Linked DNA regions of Rattus norvegicus: region 1 is linked to region 2. The links are chromatin contacts, called in public Hi-C maps. All regions are on one chromosome and are shown on one strand. Each heading gives the region's core, a stretch centred on a gene start, on an enhancer-like site or on the middle of the called end of the contact. The rest is flanking DNA. Distances are from core to core; before and after follow the strand shown. Region 1 holds the start of Slc7a5 (solute carrier family 7 member 5). Region 2 holds the start of Map1lc3b (microtubule-associated protein 1 light chain 3 beta).

Region 1 (7,105 bases), core at 2,100-4,599, 300 kb after region 2:
AGAAGTGCCCTGGAGAAAGAACAAGGCACTCACTGACACACAGAAACTCCCTCCTCAGAGTACAATCCTCTGAGTGCCAACACCGAGGCCTTAAGAGACTTTGAAGCTCTACTGAACACCAGGAGCCTCCTGGGGTTCTCCTTCTGCCCTGTCAAGCCAGCTCCCTTTCTGGAGTCTACCTCTTTCAAGCAGGTACAGATGAGGCTCTCCTGTAGAAGCTTATCTTGATGTTACTGAGATCTCTTGTTCCAACTAGAAGCTGGTTGCGTATGTTCCTGTGGTTCAGAGAAACAGAGCTGTCCACTGATGATCACACGAGCAGAAAGATAATGGACAGATCTTACCCTGATACTCAGAATTTGGGCCAGGGTGTGTCCTTTCTAGAACTTACCAGCAGCTTCTACCTACAGCAACCACAAAAGATTGTAAAAAGGCTACTTAAGGTATTTTTAAAAACCCTATATCATGGGGCTGGAGAGATAGATCAATGGTTAAAAGCACTGGATGCTCCTCCAGAGGACCAGGGTTCAAACCTCAGCACCTACATAGTAGCTCACAACTGTCTGTAACTCCAGTGACTCTGACTCTGGCCTCCACAGGCAATCCAAGCAGGTCAGGTGGTACAGACACACATGCAGGCAAAGCACTCATACACACATTTTTAATTTAAAACAAAGGAACAAAAAGCCCACCAAAGCCTCTGCATCACAAGTCTGAGAGCTCGACCTGCTGCAGATCCTGTGGGAGGCACCTGCTCACCTGTTCTCAAATCGTGGACGCCCCAAATGTTGCTAAGCCTGTTGGGAGCTTTCCTGAAGAGCTGAGACATGCTGTCCCCTTAGGTTTTCAAACAGATGTCAATTGAGATCAACTGGGACTTTACCAATTAGCTGCCAGGTGACAGGAGCGTGGATCTCATGCTTGACCCTCACGTGTCTACATAGCTGGATATTTACACAATTACACGTTTGTGTTATTACTTTTATTTTTTTCAAATAAGAAGACATTTGGGCCAGTGAGATGGCTCAGTGGATAAAATTGCTTGCTGTCAAACATGAAGATCTGAGTTCCATCCCAGGAACTCACATGGTGGAAGGAAGAACTAACTCCCATAACTGCCCTCTGACCTCCACCAGTGTGCAAAATAAATAAAACATTGAAAATTTTAAAAGAAAGAATATTTGCAAGCTCTCCGTGCTGCCTGCCTCCTGTGGGCAAACACTGCTTCCCACATGTCACTAGCACCTGCAGAAGTCAGAAACCACTTTCCACAACTATCTTGGCAAGAGTGTGGGCTCTTTAAAGATAGCCATGCCAGCCTGGCACCTTGGTGCTCACTCTTACTCCCTGCACTTGGGAGGCAGAGGCGAGTTGCAGACCAGCCAGGGATGTGTAGCAAGAGCCTGTCTCAAAACCAAACAAACCAACAGAAAACCTTAACCATACCCATGACGTTCCCTATATGGCCTAAAGGTCAAGTCATCCCATCAATAAGGAGAACCTGACAGTTAAGATTCTGAGTATGCAAGTGCAGTAGTCACTGTCCCCTTTGAGGCCAGGCTTTCCCGGGCCAGCCCACTGCTTTTGCTGACCAACTGTGGTTTTGACCATTCTTATACATGAATCAAGCAAACAGGAAACCTTACAGGTCATCACCCAGTCAGTCTCCGATCAGCACTACAGAGCAGAGTGGGTGGTCCCAGAATTTAAGGGCACACCCAGCTGTGACTGATAACAAGAGACAGTCTCATGGCCAAAGCCAAAATAGGCATCGGCCGGCATCGGGCAGTGGCTCCAGTGCTAACAGCAGCCCCCTACTTTCATGGCTCTCAGCCCAAGACGGTTAAGTCTAGCCCTGCCACGCTGTCGCCCTCTTTATGTGCACCGTCAACACAGCTCCTAAAGCAAACAAAGAAACCTGTCTTAGCTGCCTGAACCCATCTGTAATTTTGAAAGTAGCACGATTTACAGGTTGCTCTCCACCACCAAATCATGCGGCATTTGCTTTAAACGATCATTTTTCCCAGTCCTGAAAAATCACACAACTGTTTTTAGAAAGCAGTCAATCCGTCTCGGGTCCTGTAAGGACAACATTCAACAGCTGTTACCTGGCACATCTTGGGACCCCCAAGCCCACCCACACGGACTGTCTTCAGTTTCAGTCCTTTACTAACAGGGAGACTTTACAGGACTCTGCTACTCATCCCAAACGAGCAAGGAGCCGTCACTACCACACACAATTTTATTACTACTGTTTTTTTATGAGTCAGCCCATGCACTAATTCCTGATAGGTCGGTTTTAAGAACGTAAGTGATTTTTTTTTTAACTGCAATTTCCCTCTTAGCAACCAGTCAGCAATTGAAGCTGAAACAGGAAACTGGCACATCAGTCACTCCACGTGGTGCTTTGCTGGAGGCAAGGAGTATTGCTCTCACCCAGGACAGGGTAGACCTCTCGTATCTTACGGATTCAGGTCGGGAAGCGGGATGCCCGTCACGGAGACACAGCCGTGACCCACTGAGGTCTCGCGAGGGCTGCCCCGAAAGTGTAGACACTATGAATGGATTAAAGAAACGCACGTGGGTTCTGAGACCTGTGACTTTAGCCTGGAACTGCCGGGATAGTCCAGAGATGGACAGATGGAGGGATGCTGGGATGGGTGTTGCCCAGCAGTAAACACAGAGAGACCTTGACTCTCGCTCACCCCGCCCCGCCCAGCCCCGCCCAGCCCGGACCCCTACTTACGCACGCAGAGGCAGGCCACGAGCTTGGCAGCCTCCTCGGGCACGGGACAAGTGGGGAAGACCGGCTTGAGCAGGTATGTGGCGAAGACCAGCGCCACGATGTACTGTGAGGAGGGCCGAATGATGAGCAGCTCGATCCAGAGCTTGAGGAAGGCGGGCAGCGAGCCGTAGACCTCTAGCATGTAGGCATAGTCGCCGCCTGACTTTGAGATGGTAGTGCCCAGCTCCGCGTAGCACAGTGCGCCCACGATGGAGAAGACGCCGCACACAGCCCACACCACAAGCGACAGTCCGGGCGAGCCGGCTTCCTTGAGCACGCCGGTGGGCGTCACGAAGATGCCCGAACCGATGATGGTGCCCACTATGATGGCCACACCATTGATCAGTGTGATATTGCGCTGCAGGGTCACGCCTTCGCCCTCGGGGTCCGCGCCGTCCCCGCGCCGCGCCTCCAGCATCTTCTCCCGCGCCTGCCGCTCCTCCTCCGCCGCCGTCGTCGCGGGGGCCGCAACCGCGCGCCGCTTTGCGCCCGCGACCGCCATGCTCTCGACGTTCCCGGCTCGGCCTGGATACCCGGCGTGCGCGCGGCCGAGCCGCTCTCCGCGTATAGAGAAATGCGTCTGCGCCCTCCCCGCCCGCGCGGCCTTTTATTGCTACCGTTACCCGCCCGCTAGGCTCCGCCCTTCGCCTCCGCCGTTGGTCCGTCCGCGAAGGCCCCGCCCACCTCCGTCCACGCGACTCCGCCTCCTCCCGGGCCCAGCCCCCAGGTCTGTTGAAGCACGTGGAGCGTATGATGCGGACTGTATCGCGGCGTGTTTCACAAGACCTGACTGCTGTACGCGGGTCTCCACCCGTGCCTCACACCTCCTTACAAGTCCCTGTGTGTGTGCAGGATGTCGGGGGCGGGTCGGTGAGAGCGTGCTTCTTCTCCTGCCTCAGACAGTACAGAGGACTCGCCTGAAGTAAGAGCACCGGAAGGGTGGCTCACTCAATGTTTTCGCCCACCCTTCACCTGCCGGGCGGGAATCCTGGCCTTGTCTCGCAGTGTTTATTTCCCCTTCCTCCGGGGTGCATATCCTGTGCATCTGGGAGGTGGAGGATAGATATCGTATCTAGGATAAATGGGGGTGGGCTGTGGGGTGAAGCACGTTAATGGTCCAGTTTGGTCCAGAGGAAACGAGTCTGAGGGTCAAATGATTCATCAGCTCTGGAGGAAGCAGGGAAGAATAGGTCAGGGTGGTAGCCAGCTCAGTCATGGGCTTAAATATCTACCTGGTCCATAGGAGAATCTTGACAAACGTTCTAGTGGTACACCCAAGCTGGAGGAGCAAGCTTTAGAAGAGGGGAACCTGTCCTATCTACATAGGGATTTGAAAAGCAGGCTGAGGTGAAAGGACCTTAGTTTGTCATTCTTAGGAAGTCTTAGGTGAGATGGCTCTTGAGGGAATGTATGAAAGATTGAACATTTCAGGCCTGGTTGCCTGGCATGGTGATTTGAGCTGACAGTCGTGCTTAGAAAGTTTCATCAGTCAAGGTCAGACCAGGAAGCCCCAAGACTCTCTCCTTTTCACTGACTGTTCCCTTTTTCCATCCAAGGGGGTCCCCAGGAAAGCTCACGGACAAGCAGAAGGGAGGGTGAGGGGCTTAATTCAAGAAGAACCTTCAGACTCAGAAGGATGCAAAACCCTGTGTGCTCTGCAAAACCCAGTCTGCCAGGTCTTTCCCACTCGTGTGGCATGACCAATGAAGAAATTCAAACCCCTCGCCTTCTCTGGATCCATAGCTGCAGCCAAGAATGCCAGAGCCGTCCGTGGAAGCCCACATCGTCGGGGAGGGAGGTGTTCAGCCATGGACTCCAAGGGTCACTGGAGTCACCTCTCCCTACCCACAATCCCCCACTCCAGTATGTCAGCCATTCAAACACAGTGACAAGCCATGACAAGCCGGAGTCTCTGTAGCCTGGGCGGTGGGAAGCTATGGAGCTAAAAGGTCACGACATTAACATGCCATGCTACAGACTGCCTAAATTGGTGGCTTTGGGAAGATTGAGAAACTTGCCTCTCATTCTTTACACGGTCCTTCCGGAGGGCTAAAAGCATACCACCAACCCACTGAGACATTGCTAAGATTCCAAGGTACAGCGCCTAACCTAATAGGACACGTGGCGACCCTTAGAAACACTTTGTGAGGAAACCGACTTAGCAGTTGTGTAACTTGCCTGCCCAGTATGTGCACCCTCGTGGCTTCCTACCTCAAGTCAAGCAACCTGCTCACCTCTCACCTGTGGGTGGCTAACCCTTGCTTCTTTTGGAATCCGTCCCCATTCACAGTGGCTAGGTTCTGCATACCCGCTGTGGGGAAGCTTTGATTTGAGCCAGAGACAGCAATAGTCCACGGAGGTGTAAAATCACAACCACAATTAAACCAAGGCCACTACTAGAGCCCAAAAGGGGTGGCCGTGGAGGAGCGCAGCAGATTCAAATGGCTTTTCTGCGTCTGGAATTAAGAGAAAGAATGAACAAGGAAAGCAGAGGGGGACCTGTGATCTGGGACAGCTGGGAGGTCCGGTGCCAGGGAATTGGAGTCCTAGGAAGCAGCTGTGGTCCTTTCCAGAAAGAGTGACCATGCCCAGTGAATGTCCCCAGGACCCATGGCTCGTGAGTCCTCCGCTGCCACTTTTCACAGGGTTAGGTAAGGCCTTAGACTTCTTCCTGCAAAGCAGCTGTATTATCTCTGTCGGGTGCCCCCGTCACTCCTTTTCCAGCAGTAAGACTCTGAAATGTTTTCCAAGGGCGCCATCTACTGGTAGGTTGAGAAGTTTCGTCTTAAATTTCCTCACTTTGGGCTCCCTGCGGCATGTTTTCCTAGTGGCTAGTTCAATTGGTCAGTAATTTATTTAAAATGGCATTGGGCTAACATGGTATTGGGGAGCCCTGTCTTCCTATCTCCATCTTGAAATCAGAGCGAGTACCTCTTACAGTCCTTCATAGAAGAAAGGGGTGGAGAAGGTCATTGCTCCCCCCCACTTCTCCTATGCTGCCCAGCGCTCTCCAGCCCTAGGTACACATGTCTGGGTGTGGCGGAGTATTCCAGAGGTAGAAGGTTGATTGAGGAGGTAAGGGGACTTAGTGTCGAAACTGCTATCTTGTCACCCCTACTGTAAGTGACCGTGCCCAGTGAGCCCATTCACTGAGCTGCTTGGACTTGCATAGAAATGGGTCTGTCAGTGCCCCATCTGGGATGAGAAGTCTGTTCACGTCTACCCATGAAAAGCCATGCAACAGAGGCACAGTGACCAGAGTGTTTCTGCAGATGGCAATATGCATGGATCAGCGGACAACTTGCCTTGAGTCACGTCTACCACATCAGTTCCAAGGGTGGTTGAACTCAGGTCGTTTGGATTGGCTGCAAGCACCTTTGCTTACTGAGCCATTTCTCTCTCTCTCTCTCTCTCTCTCTCTCTCTCTCTCTCTCTCTCTCTCTCTGTGTGTGTGTGTGTGTGTGTGTGTGTGTGTGTGTGTGCTTAGAAGACACGCACTTTACCAAAGGCCTAGCATCCTTTTTTCCCCCTCAAGATTCTTGATGGCGAACGCTGTTGAGAAGGGAGCAGTACTGGCCACACTGTTAAAGTGAATGTGTGCCCTGAGCAGCCATGACCTCAGTGAAGAGTGGCATTGGCTTATCCTTCCAGCAGGCCTTCTGTTTGCCTCTATGCAGTGGGAGTGGAACCTAGTACATACCAGCTGAGCCAGGACAGCGCCTCCAGCAGACCCCGTCCCCAGCAGTGGAGCCGGTCTTGAGTGCCTCAAAGCAAGTGTGGCTCTCGTGGAAACATAACTGGACCCTCTCGGGCCTCCGGGCTCCACGAGCCAGTTTCTGTTCTGCCTCACTAGTCACTTTTGAAACCCCAACTCACAGGTGCACAGCCATGCGCCCTTTTCCAAATGAACCTCGACTTCCTCCACACACACAGTACAGGTTTTTGATGCTCCTGAGAGCAGGAGCCTGTACCATGAAGCCAAGTGGAGGAACAAGTTGGGGTCAACTGGGCTCTGGAAAATAAGAAATTCGATGCCCTCACCCATAAGTACTGGGTGGCCAAACACCTATCAACCAATCAAACACACTAGATGCTGAGGTAGGAGGATCTTCCATTCCAGGCCAGTCTGGATTACATGAAACCCTGTCTCAAAACCAAAGAGGCTCTGCCCCTGCTCCCGGGCAGCCCCACATGCCTGACCTGGTGCTGCATTGAGCTCTCTCATCTCTGAGGCTTTGTTAGTCCCTCTGTCCCAGGTTTCTATGCTTTGATTCCTCAGAGAGCCCCAGCCCTGCGTGCCCTCCTCCCCACCTTGCTTCA
Region 2 (7,221 bases), core at 740-3,239:
TGAGATAAGGTTACAGTGGGTGTGGTGGCTTGGAGTTTTCATTCCAGCACTCTAGAGCCAGAGCAGGTCTACAGAGAGATCCAGGACAGTCCCAAAGAGAGACCCTATCTCAAAAGAAGGAATTATCATGTAGCTGAGGGTGACCTTGGACTTTTGTTGCCTTTTTTTTTTTAAGATTTTTATTTCATGTTTGAGTGTTTGCCTGTATGTGTACATATGTACTATGTGGGTGCCTGAAGGCCAGAAGAGGGTGTCAGATCCCTGGGAGCTAGAGTTCCAGTGGGTTCTGAGAACCAAATCCAGGTCCTCAACTAGAGCAGCCAGTGTTCTTAACCACTGGACCATCCCACCAGCACTTCCCCCCCCTCCCCCCACGACTCACTCCTCCCCTGCTTGAGACAGGTTCTTACAATGTAGGAATGTGCTGTACAGAACAGGCTGCCTCAGACTCAGACCAGACTGCCTCTCCCTTCTGGGCACTGAGATTAAAAGCCTAGGCACCGTGTCCCATTTGGCCTTGGACTTTTGATACTCCTGCTTCAGCCTCCAGTGTGCTAGGCTGACAGCCCTCGTGCGCCACCAGATCTGGCTTCCATTTTGACTTTTAGCCTGGTCTCTCGCCCCTCAGGCCAGAGGCTTCATACAAAACAATAGTCCTCAGGTCAATAAGAAAGCAAAGCAAGCAGGCCCTCTGTGGTTCCCTTCAGTAATATGTTTTGAACGTTTCCTGCTCACATAGGTGTATAAGGAGATAGATCTCTTGGACAAACATCATGTGAAGAATGTTGTTTCCAGTTAAAGGAGGAAGTCTGGGCTGTAGGGACAGTACAGTGTCAGTAAAAACACAAGGCTGGCTCAAATGTGCCATCACAGTGGGGGTGGGGGTGGCTGTTCCATACTGTCGGTTGGCTTGAACTTTAGACCTGTCACCTGCTCTTACAAACGGAAGGTGGGAGGCAGCATGGCCTCACAGGCAGCTTGGGTCTCAGAGAAAGTGTGAAAGGGTGGCTGATGGGACCTTGGTCTTGGCCTTGTCTGATGAGACTGAAACCTGTCCTAGGCTGTAATCAGCTAAGGCTGATGGAGTCGGGGGGCCTGCAGGAGTCAAAGTAGGGACATGCCTGTGGTAAAGCCACCCAGGGGTCAGCTGAGGTAGAAGGATCTGTCTGTGAAGGGACAGCTGAGATAAAGGTCTCCGGACAGAACTGTCCTCTGGGACTTTCCAAGGTGGATCCTGGATGGATCAGGCCTCTGCTGGAGTTCCTGGACAAAGTCTGATTGCCCACCCACCAAAAAATGTATGAGAGGTGGTGGGAAGTTAATGAGAATACATATGGGCTAGCACCCTGGGAAGTCTAGGTGAGCCTTGTCCCTCAGACTCCACAATCAGCAGCTCAGATACACTAAAGGGCTTTTATGGGGAGAGTGACAGGCTAGACACTTAAGTAGGACCCGTCATTGAACTTGCCCTCCGGGTCTGTAGTTCCTCAGACCTTGCTTCTCTTAGGGATACATACTCGTGATAGTGGCTGCACAAGACTCACAAGGAAGGCGCTGCAAGTTCAGATCCAACCATAAGTTTCCAGACGTCTTAGAGTCCATAAACGTAAGGATTTGGCAGACGAGAATCAAGTCAGTTTTTTGCTTTTAGATTTTTTTGGGGGGAAGACCGAGGCCTGAATTTAGGAATGTCAAATACATCAGCAAGGGGGCGGGCACTGGAACACCAGCTGGGCCATGCAAGGATTGAGGGGGAATAAGGTGTGCAGGGCTCCGCTGCACCAACACCCGACCAGGGGAAATGGCTAATAGATGCTCGACCAGCGAGTGCCCAGCGCAGCCGGCGCAGGCGCAGGCGCAGGCGCAGGACCAAGTCTTGGACGCTTGTACGCATGCGGGCCGCCGAGCTTCCGCCACGCCTGTCATGGCCTCTCTCCGGGCCGCTCTCGGCCCCACCCTCGCTGATGCGCCGTGAGTCACCTGACTCGGCTGCGGGTTGAGGAGACACACAAGGGAAGTGATCGTCGCGGGAACCAGATCGTCTGACCCAGGACCCCCGCGCGCCATGCCGTCCGAGAAGACCTTCAAACAGCGCCGGAGCTTCGGTGCGCGCCGCGGGCCCGGGAGTGGGAGATCTGGGTGCCGGGAGGGGTGGAGGAAGGGTCTCCCTGGTGGTGTCGTGCGGGGCTGGGACGCAGCGGGAGCGGGGGTCCGGAGGGGTCTGGGTCCCTGGCGGCTCAGTCCCCGGGGTAGCCCGGGCGCGCAGCGTCGCCCTGGCCGTCGGTCACCAGTGAGCTCGGCATTCCCTGCGGGACTGGAGACCCGACCCCACTGGCGGAGGACACCGCAGGCGGGGCGCGCTCGGCTGTGTCCTTAGTGGGTCCCAGGTCTGGGCGCCCTGCGATCCCCGGGGCAGCACCCAGCCCGCCTCTACTCCCGCAGTCGCCTGGGAACGTGTGTGTGGGAGAGGTGGCCTTTGTCTCATAACGGAAACTTAACAGCTGTTTTGTTTGTTTGTAGTGATCTTAAGTTATTCTGGAACAGTCTTCAAGAGAGGAGTGTGGGTGGGAAAAATAAGGCATGCACATTAGCTAGGACACGGGTCCCCAGAGTGGCCGGGGGTAATCTCTCCAAAGTTCCACCTGGCTTGCGATGTTTTTCCCTAGATTGCCTTTGCTCTCTCCCTACCCCAGCCATTCTGAAGAAAGCACCGGCGTCTGATGGCTGCTGCTTTCCTTGCTTCTGACTTTATTGGTCCTGACGGTGGGCACTGACAGTTTAGAGGTTTGCCACACAGGCGTTGTTTTAGCGGCCTCTTTGAGGAGGCCAAGGCTGGTTTTGCTCTTTTCCAGTGAGTTTGGAGTGATTTAGGTTGGAGCTCTGGAGTTTGCAATATCCAGATCGAGGGGATGCTGACTGGGTGGATGGATTTAGGGCTCACCCCCAAACCGACCCTTTGTAGCTGAAGCACCTGGGTGGGGCCTGGGGCGGTGAAGCTTAGGGTCCGCCTAGTGGCAGAGTCCCATTAGCTTTCTGTCATAAATTCTTATACTTCCAGTAAGTAGCAATCATCCCCAGTGATGGAAGGAGACTGAGGCAGCCAGGAGGCGTGTGGGTTTGCAGATTCTTAGTGCGGACTCTCTTGGCGTGTTTGCTCTCTGGACTCCTGGTTTCCAGAGGTTGAAGTGAAGGCATCTAAGCTCGGACACTGCTGGGCCCCTTCAGCGGGTCCCTGCCGTGTTGTGGCTTCTACTTGGTCGTTTGTCATCTTCTGTACAAGCCTGGGTGGGGGCTCTTGTGGGACGAGGAGATGCTGAAGCTGTCTCAGGTTGCTTGGCCCAGTGTGAGCAGAGAGACGATGAGTAAGTGTGCCATTCAGTTAGAGCTGGGCTTCAGTACAAGCTGTTGGCTCTGCACAGCTGTCTGCCCCGAGTGTCTCAGCTCTTGCAGGCCTCCTCCTGGTTCCCTGTCCCTGCGGCCAGCCAGGGCTGGCAGGTCCTATAGGCCACCAGTTTTGGCCGTTAGCTTTAGTAAAGACGACTATTCCTGCATTTCCCTTTGGGACAAATCAGAATGACATGGTAGTCTGTGGTGGTGGAGCCTTGCGGCCTGCATTTCTCCTCTTACCTGTGTTAACTGTTTCTGCCCTTAAAGCTCTGACCCTGCCCTCATCTCACTGTGTACCTAGGTTAAGGGTTTCTGCTGTCAGTGGTTGGTTGATTTAAACAGGGTCTCATTGTGTAGCCTGGGCTGGCCTTGAACCCTTGTGTCTTTCTCCTGAGCGCTGGGATTCAAGGTATGCTGCTGTGCCTGGCTTTTTGTTTGTCTGTGTTTTAAGACAGGGTTTTTCCATGTAGCCCCGATCAGGCTGGCCTCAGATTTGGATAGGGACCAGCCCGATGTGCAGGGATTAAATAAGGACCTGTGCCACACTGTTGCTCAAGCTGGCCTAGAACTTGCCAAGCGGGGCACCTTTTAAATTTTATTTTATCTGTGTGGGTCTTCGCCTACATATATGTCTGCACCATGTGCATGCCTTGTGCCCGTGGATGTCAGAAAAGGGAGTTACAGATGACTGTGAGTCCCTGAGGGTGGTGGGAGCTGAGCCCAGGTCCTCTTAGGGAGAGGCTGCTCTGAACTACTGAGCCCTCTCTGAAGCCTGAGGCGTAGAGCATGCCAGGTGCGTGCGTAGCTGTTTGTTTGCTAGAGTGAACTCAGTGCAGTGACTAAACCCTGGAGTAGTCAGTAGGCATACAGTGGAGGGTTGGTTCTTATGGAAAGTGGCCGGAAGCCGTGTGAAGAGATGGTGCCATCCCCTCTGTGGGGTGATGGAGAAATGGTGAGGAGAGATCAGCTAGTGCTTCAGAAGGGAGAAGGGCAAGTCCAGCTCCTGTGACATGGCTGGCTCCTTGCACCCTGCAGTGCAGAAAGCTTGGTACAGTGTTGAAAATGAAGATTAGACTGGCTGAAGAGCTCCCGACACGGGAGGAGTTCAAGGTCATCCTTAGCTGCCAAGCCGTGAGACAGGAGAGCCTGTCGCTAACAAGCAGTGGGAAGCAGGCGTTCTCAGAAGAACGCAGTGAGCTTTTTGGTGTTTTTTTTTGTTTGTTTGTTTGTTTGTTTGTTTGTTTTCTTTTCTTTTTTTCAGAGCTGGGGACTGAAACCAGGGCCTTGCGCTTGCTAGGCAAGCGCTCTACCACTGAACCAAATCCCCAACCCGCTTTTTGGTGTTTTGACTGGGGCAGTGTGTGTTTTGAGAGAGCGCCCCACACTAGCCCAGGCGCACGCTATAATTTCGGTACTGGGAAGATTCAGACATGAGGGTCTGAGTTGAGGCCAGCCCGGGACACATCGACCATCTCAGAAAATAAATAAAACCAGTCCTCCCCCCTTTTTAAGATTTACTTATTTATTATATATAAGTACACACCAGAAGAGGGCGTCAGATCCCATTACAGATGGTTGTGAGCCACCATGTGGGTGCTGGGAATTGAACTCAGGACCTCCAGAAGAGCAGTCAGCGCTCTTAACCACTGAGCCATCTCTCCACCCCAATCCTTCTTTTTCTTAGCTGGTGCTCAGCAAAAACTGCATTAGTCCTTGGTTTACCAGGACTGAAAAATTAACAAGACTTAACAGCAAAGGTAGAAATCGTCAGGGGCGACAATGAGATCGAGAGACCCCCACCTTCCCCGGGTGACACGGGAACCCTGTTCTGTGTGGCTGTCCATCTGGGTTTGCAGCCCCTGGCAATGAGGACTTTATCCCTTGGGCCATGTTGGAAGGTTCCACTGACTGCCCTGCCTCAACACAAGACAGTCACAGCAGACCGTGGCAGCATGGCCCCTGAAATCAATGTGTCTCTTTCTTGCAGAACAAAGAGTGGAAGATGTCCGGCTCATCCGGGAGCAGCACCCCACCAAGATCCCAGTAGGTTCTACAGCAATGGTGCTTCTGGGCAGAGGGGACCCCAGCCCCATTAGAGCCCCAGAAGCCCTTGGGCCTACAGACTTTGTGTGCCCACTAACCACTGCCTCTCAACCTGAGCTGCTCTTGGGATGTCAAAGGGGAAAGGGCAGGTGGGCCAGAGCGGTTTGCTTTTCCTCGGTGGTGCCAGGGATTGAACCCAGGGTCTGAGCTTTTGACTGACTGATAGTCTGCACTCCAGCTGTCACTAAGGAAGCAGTCGCACTCAGGGTGGCATGGCAGCCTTATAGGACATAAAGGACTGACTCTCAGCCCCTACTGTATCCCATATGCCCCAGTTCTAGACCTTACACAGTTGCATGCAGAGTCAGGCATGGGCAGGCCACTGCTTAAGATGCCTGTTCTCCAGCTAGTCCGCACATCCTGGGAGGGACTCTGGTATCGGGCCCCTTTCATAGTGGAAGTATGTCGGTTTTCCCAGGGTTAAAAAACCCCAGTGCCAAGTCCTGCACGTGTGTCCCTGTGCAGCCCTCTTCACAGCCTTGGAACCGTTCTGAAAGAGGAGCATTGATAAGGAGAGGCTGAGACTCCTGCATCAGGGTGGGGGTGTGGGCCTGCTGTTCTAGCTGGCTGGACACTTCCCAGGCTCTCCTCACCTAGGGGCCGGGCTTCCTGCGAGCTGTGGTCTCAGCACAGCCAGTGGCTTCTACAGTAGCTAGGGATCTCTGCAGAAACTCAGCTGCCATCTTCTGCGCATGACACCAAGCAAACATGAGAGCAAGGCTCTGTGCTGCCCCATTGAAAACAGGGTGGCCACGGTGGTGACCCCCAGTCCTTCCGGGCTGGAAACCTCAAAGACAGCCCATTTCAGTCCAGCCAATCCTTCTTCCCAAACTCGAGACTAGAGTAGAAGTTGGGGGGTGGGGAGGGAGCCAGGCATGTTCACATGAATGTGGGGCTTCCCAACAAGGGCTGGGACCTGCTCACAGCCTGTCTCAGGACAGCCCTCCAGTGTCCCCATGCTTCTGGTGTTGTGGAAGAATGCCTTGGACCTGCTAGCCTCCTTCTCTACTCCGTTCTCTCGAGAGTCCGCCTCGACCCAGGTGTGTAGTGCCTATAGCTGGCATCTCCTGTGGGTGCTTCAAGCTTCACTTGGAGCTTGGAGTTGCGGTGCTTGGAGACAAGCACTTTCCCTCCAGAAGTAGCACGTGGCGGTGTCCCCCTCTGGCATGCTGTGACTGGGCTTGAATCTCTGGTGTCCGGGTAAACGTCCATGGCGTCTAGACACCATGGTGGACTGTGACTCCAGCCCATCAATGCTCAGATCTTTTAGCAACGTTTCGGTTTGGTTTGATTTTTGAGGCTGGTCTTATCCAGGCTAGCCTTGAAGGCAGTTCACTCCTGAGCCTTCAGATACTGAGATTGTAAATGTGCTCTTATAGCCATGCCTGGCTTAACATTTATTTTGGTTAAGATTTATTTTTGGTGTAGGGTCCCACTATGTAGCTCTGGCTGTCTTGGAACTTGCTATGTAGACAGACTATCCTCAGACACAGATCTGCCTTCCAAGTGGTGGGATTGAAGGCATGCACCACCATACCAAGCTGCTTTTAACATTTCTTATTTTGGGGGCCAGAGAGATGGCTCAGTGGCTTAGAGCACTTGTTGCCCTCACAGAGGACCTGGGTTTGATTTCCAGCACCCACATGGCAGCTCACCACCATGTGGTCCATAAGAAACTTGGGTGGAATATATTGCTGGCTGTGAGGCTCACGTCTGTGATCCTAGCACAGG

The links. A called contact is a pair of places that touch in the nucleus more often than the background predicts.
Region 1: a contact with region 2 is called in a Hi-C map of mammary epithelial cells, with 3 times the contacts expected there. The contact joins the promoter of Slc7a5 here to the promoter of Map1lc3b in region 2. A contact is called at or near these places in 2 of 12 Hi-C or Micro-C datasets (frontal cortex and mammary epithelial cells) and 1 of 1 datasets of contacts at active chromatin or transcription factors (oligodendrocytes).

The regions. Positions count from the first base shown.
Region 1 is chr19:66,869,063-66,876,167 of GRCr8, forward strand. Slc7a5 (solute carrier family 7 member 5) reads right to left here and starts at 3,350. Exons shown (of 10, transcript NM_017353.2): 1 at 2,747-3,350. The coding sequence starts at 3,287. LOC102550600 (a long non-coding RNA gene) reads left to right here and starts at 3,493. Exons shown (of 3, transcript XR_005497042.2): 1 at 3,493-3,707.
Region 2 is chr19:66,572,606-66,579,826 of GRCr8, forward strand. It overlaps Map1lc3b (microtubule-associated protein 1 light chain 3 beta), which reads left to right and starts at 1,990. Exons shown (of 4, transcript NM_022867.2): 1 at 1,990-2,105; 2 at 5,375-5,430. The coding sequence starts at 2,066.